Linked DNA regions of Sus scrofa: region 2 is linked to region 1. The links are chromatin contacts, called in public HiChIP or PLAC-seq maps. All regions are on one chromosome and are shown on one strand. The core of a region is the stretch at or near the end of the contact, and the rest is flanking DNA. Distances in the headings are between cores, read along the strand shown. Region 1 holds the start of FAM103A1 (RNMT-activating mini protein). Region 2 holds the start of RPS17 (ribosomal protein S17).

Evidence for each region. HiChIP or PLAC-seq counts read pairs in DNA pulled down with a chosen protein or histone mark.
Region 2: a contact with region 1 is called in an H3K27ac HiChIP or PLAC-seq map of alveolar macrophages. The contact joins the promoter of RPS17 here to the promoter of FAM103A1 in region 1. A contact is called at or near these places in 2 of 5 promoter capture datasets (fetal skeletal muscle and liver), 3 of 47 Hi-C or Micro-C datasets (embryonic fibroblasts, heart right ventricle and retroperitoneal adipose tissue) and 2 of 2 datasets of contacts at active chromatin or transcription factors (alveolar macrophages and skeletal muscle).

The regions. Positions count from the first base shown.
Region 1 is chr7:51,952,124-51,954,941 of Sscrofa11.1, forward strand. FAM103A1 (RNMT-activating mini protein) reads right to left here and starts at 1,482. Exons shown (of 4, transcript XM_003128452.4): 1 at 1,344-1,482; 2 at 492-540.
Region 2 is chr7:52,384,897-52,387,714 of Sscrofa11.1, forward strand. RPS17 (ribosomal protein S17) reads left to right here and starts at 1,446. Exons shown (of 4, transcript NM_001001634.1): 1 at 1,446-1,598; 2 at 2,159-2,264; 3 at 2,720-2,785. The coding sequence starts at 1,446.

The DNA of each region.
Region 1 (2,818 bases), core at 232-2,731:
TATAATAAAAAGTCTTTGGTAAAGAGACATGATATTGGAAAACAACTTTTTCATTAGTCTGTCTTTCCTCCAAATCCCTCAAAACATATGCAAATATTTATAATACTACACTTGTCCCAACAAAACCAAAGATTATTATTTGGATGCAAGAGACAATACCTAGATGTTTGAGGCCTCTGCCCTCTTAGAGTATATCTTATTACACACCAGGCTTTTGATGTGTCTAGGGTTGGCAAACATGTCAAATTCTCAATCCAAGTTAAGATTTAAAATAAATTCAGCAAAGTAAAATAATATCCAGATTTCTATAGGAATCACGGAAATCACCAGCAAGATGACCCATACCTAACCAGAGAGGCAGTGAGAATCGTAAGTCAACGCATACCTTCTCCCAGGACCTCCCCTTCCACAAATAAACAAATGTGTATCATTAACATTACCCGTGAGAATGAAATTTAAATAGAATTTTAATTGCTCCAAGTTTTACTTACCCTAGGAATTTGAGGCAGCTGTTCTATTTAATATTTAGGTTGATTAGATCTATAAGAAGAAAATAAAAAACAAAAAAACCCTTTACTTCCTTGAAGAAAACTCTCAAAGATGTGTGTCCTGGGAACGGGAACCATAAGGGTCTTAAATAAGGAAGTGGCTAGATTAAAAGTGCTCCAAAGATTCCCAATGCTAATTTGGAAAAGGGAACTGGAGCTAAAATGACAGCGAAGAGCTAGAAGATGCTACAAGACTTGTCCTCAGGGCCTTCAAAATCAATGAGCTAGTTTGACCATGAATAATAATTTCACAAGACATGTACTGTTCCTTTGGCGGGGGAGGAGTACAGCCTTTCAGATGTATACTCGAACACTACTAGTTTCTCGACTCTATAATAAAACCACACAGAACTTTCTCTGCGGGCCACTAACCTTGGAAATGACTAACCAGAATGGAGTTTTGCTGCCTTGGGGGATGAACCCAGAGAACTAAGAGACGAAGATACTGCGAAAACCACTGCGTTTTTCATCCTCTCTCACAGCACATCAGTGCTTGTCTATGAAAAGCTTTGATTGATGTGCTCCTTTCCGAAGCTTCTTAAAACGCCAGGCGCGCGGGAACTCGGAGGCCGTGTAGCTTCCCGTCTTGCGAAAGAGTCCAGCCCTGGAACGGCAGAGCCCGAGGATGCCTCGCGGGCCACTGTGCTGGGCCCGCCTGGCTCTCTCCTCCCCGTGGCCCCGAAAGGAGACTCCGCCGCCCAGGGCTGTGTCTGTGCATCTCCGACCGAGCTCCGCCCGCCACACATGCAAAGAAATCCACCGCCAGCCGGGTAGCTCTTTACACAGACTACTCACCACTTCAGCTCTCCAAGGCAACAGAGCTACTACGGCCAGAGTCCGACCACCCCTCACTTCCGCTTCCGGCGCGCAAACGCAGGGGCGGGCCTGTGAGGTCTCGCGGTATCTTCAGCTCGCCCTGAGGATTTTTCCCAGCTTTTCCAGCTCTGATCCTCACGCGGAGCTCCACGAAGCTGGTGAGGTGGCACGTGAAGGTGATGATGCCCTCGGCACGCTTTCAGCCTGCCTGGTGACTGTGCAGGAAGAGATGCAGCGCTGTCTCTTCAGCCCCTTTGACGGGGAGCTGGTGACGGGTAGGGACAGAAGTTTTGGAACTGCTGTGCCTGGAAGGGAGAGAAAGGGTACTTCCGGCCGCCTGCTCCCGGAGTCTTGAAGAAGGCGATGAGAGTGCAGGCCGTGAAGGTGGCCACAAAGTGGATTACTTCAGCGGTCCTACACCTTTCACCCCTGCCTGGTCAGGTCTCGGTAGTAAGACTTCTCTAGTCCGTTTCGAATGTGGTTTTGCCGAACCCCGCCCCTCAACCTCCTCACTCTGCTCCAGCTTAAGTGGGCGGTATCCGGCTACCTCCAGGAGACTTGGCCATTTCTTCTGGGATGTTTTGTAGGTGTATAAAAGCAGAATATTCCCAAATGTAGCTTGGTCTCCTCCGTCCCAAATTACTTTCCAGCCTCTGCACCCCTTTCTGTTAATACTCTCATCAGTTTACAGCTTGGAAACGTTGGTGGTCTATATCTGATGCTATTTCTTTCCCTTGTTCCCATCGGTTGCCAAGTACTGTCGATTCTGCCCGGCAGTAATTCTAGTATCCAAACACTCTCTTTACCTACTTCCTCCGCCTACTCAAAGTTCTCGTTATCATCCCCTGGAACGAAGGAATGCAATTCCTGTCTTTTTAATGCCCTTCCTCTAGCCTCACTCGCCTACTTGCCCATCTTACACTTTGCTGCAGGCGTAGTCATCTTCAGGTACACTCGTGATTGAAAATCTTTACTGGCTTCCGGTTGTCTGTAGATTAAAGGCCAAATTTATTAACTTTGGATTCAGAATTTTAAGTTTCTTTTCTGCTGCCCACCTTTCATTCTCCTTTCACCCGTAACGAACCAGACCATGTGAAGCACCTCATTGTTGAACTACTCCTTACCTTTCTGTAAAGGCTCATGTCTCTGCTTGGAATACCCTCCTCTCCCGCTCATCTCAGGATGTTGAAATTCTATCCATTAAAACTGAATGAAGTAACATCTCCCTCTAGAAAAAATTTTCCTTCTACTTATTGTCCATTGTGCTTTCTGAACATTCTTCATATATTCATTCAGGTATTACCACTTTCTAACTTAGAAGTAAAATAATTTGTGTAGGAGTTCCCACTGTGGTGCAATGGAAACGAATCTGACAAGTATCCATGAGGATTCAGATTCGATCCCTGGCCTCGTCAGTGGGTGGGGAATCTGGCATTGCCCTGAGCTGTGGTGTA
Region 2 (2,818 bases), core at 196-2,695, 430 kb after region 1:
TAGTTGGGAGAACTGCAGGTGAACTGGGCCCTTCACTTAAATATTTGAGAAATTTACTTTTTGCTGGGCACTGTTCAAGGGCAAAACAGCTCTTACGGGTACAGAACTCACTCTTGGCTGGGAAAACAGACAAGTCACTGTGACATGTGCTAAGAAATACCAAAGCAACTTTAAAAGGATAGCAATGCTAGGAATTCCCACTGTGGCACAATAGGTTAAGAATCCAACTGCAGCAGCTTGGGTGCCTTTTGGGGGTGCAGGTTCAATTACCAGCCTGGCATAGTGGGTTAAAGGAGCTGGCATTGCCACAGCTGCAGTGTAGGTCGCAGCTCCAGCTCTCATTCAATCCCTGACCCAGGAACACCCCCCCCTTTTTTTTTCATTTTTGGCCTCCCTGAGGCTTGTGGAGTTCTTTGGCCAGGGATCAGATCTGAGGGTGGCAACACCAAATCCTTAACCCACTGTGCTGTGCTGGAACCTGAGTCCCAGTGGCTGCAGAGACACCGCTGATCTCATTGCACCACAAGGAGAACTACTGCTGCGCTCCGTTAAAAAAAAAAAAAAAAAAAAGATAGTGATGCTAAAAAACTAAAAGGGTAACGGTACTACTTTATATAAACTGTAGGGAAAGCCCCTTTGGTATAGTGACACCTGAGCAAACGACTGGGAAGAAGTGAGACAATTCTCTCCCAGTTGCACCTGTGTCTAACCTACGCAAGGTTAGACAAGTCTCTGACCCAAGCACTGGGAGGCGGCCCTATCCCGGGCGCCATCCGCATCCCCTCACTTTTCCTCGCTCCTGCCTTAGCTAGAGCTCTTAAGCCTTCCTCCTTCTCCTCGGCCTGTGAAGAAGAGATGTTCAACTCCTAGTGTAGAGCACTCCGGCGATCTAATCACAAGAATCGGGCTTGAGAAGCCTGCCCAAGACAGCCTTAGACGTGGCTGGAGGTGGAAGGTAAGCTCCACCCATCAGGGGGAGGCTCAAGCACTCGCTCCGCCTACTGGACGGCGGCTCCGGCCACACTTCCGCCCCGCTCTGCCAGGGGTCGCTGTGGTTCCCTGGAGGCGGCTCAGCAAGTCCCAGGCTAGGCGGAAGCGGCTTTCTGGCCTGCGCTTTATAGGCCTCTCTTGTGCTTCCTGTTTCCTCTTTTACCGAGAACCCGCCAAGATGGTAGGTGTTTTGGCTCAAAGCTGCCATCCCTCCAATCCTCCTCCATCCGCCACTTTCCACCGCCCCCAGCCCGCAGGGCGGTGTGCCGGGGCCTGTGAGGCCGAAGCCTCCGTGGGCCGCTGGTTTCCGCGTTGACCCGGCGCTCCAGCCTCACCTGGCTGGCCCTCTCCCGGGCTTAGCTCCGGGCCGCGAACCCCGCTCCAGTCAGGCTGTCCCCGCGCTGCTCCCGGAGGGGCACCCTGAGTCAGGAGTGACCCTGTCTTCTCCACCCGCAGGGGCGCGTTCGCACCAAGACCGTGAAGAAGGCTGCCCGGGTCATCATTGAGAAGTACTACACGCGCCTGGGCAACGACTTCCACACCAACAAGCGCGTGTGCGAGGAGATTGCCATTATTCCCAGCAAGAAGCTCCGCAACAAGATCGCAGGGTGAGTTGGCCCGGCCTTCGGCTCCCGCGCCGGGTGGGAGATGCGGAGCCACGGCCCCGCGGGGCCGTTTGGGCTCCGATTCGGGCGGGGCGCTGGGGGTGTGCATTTGCCGGGTTTCTTGCAGCGGTTGTCTTGTGTTCGCTTTGTGTTTGGCGGCTTGACGGGCGACGGCACTTGACGAGGTTGGCCACGGTCGATCCCTGGAAGGTTGACATTTACAGTAAAGGACAACGAGATTAAATGCTCAGTTGTGTAGATTGTAACTCGGAGGAAAGAAAATGATTCCTGGGAGAGAGCAGGAAAGTTTGTTGGGAGGTTTTAGTAACTTGGGAGAGTGAATTTGCATAGAGGATATAGGACCCCGAAGGGACCGGCGTGCCTGTGTAAGCGGAGCTGCGTGTAGGGGTTGGGTGTGTGCAGGAGATTCAGAATCAGGGCTCCTAAAATGGTAAATCCTCTCCCTTCTCACTGTGGAAAGAACTAAAACTCCTCCAGAGGTTCCCTGTACCAGTGGGAGCCAGCGTGCCTTCTCAGTGTTCCTGGACATTTGTGCTTTGTAGCTATGTCACACATCTGATGAAGCGGATTCAGAGAGGACCAGTGAGGGGTATCTCCATTAAGCTGCAGGAGGAGGAGAGAGAGAGGAGAGACAACTACGTGCCCGAGGTAAACTTTGTAGATCTTTCTCTGGGCCTCTGGTTCATCTTAGAAGATAAAACAGTGTTCCTGAGAACCATTTGAGATACAAGGTTTTCAAGGAGACCTTAGCTGAGTCTGAACTTGCCCCTGATCTACCTGCCTGTGTGTTAGTTTTTGTTCTTCCCTGTTGGGCCCATGTGAGTTCATTCTCTTTTACACATGAGGGCCTGTAACGATGCTGCTTTGGTGACTTACCATGTCATCTGGTTTATTTGCTCTAGCATGGTATTTCTGAAGTATAAACCCAGTCTTAAGGTTTTCTACATAGCGAACTTGTGAGATCCCGTTCTGTCCTCTTATGTCCCCTGTCTTCCCCCCTCACCCCACCACCCTTTTTTTTCCTCATTTAAGAATCTTGGAGAAAAGGCACGGAAAGTGAGAGATAACTCATTGCTATTTGGGGCCTGCCTTGTTCCTTCTAGGTCTCAGCCCTGGATCAGGAGATCATTGAAGTAGATCCTGACACTAAGGAGATGCTGAAACTCTTGGTAAGTGTTTGCTGAATTCCTGAAGTAGGGCGC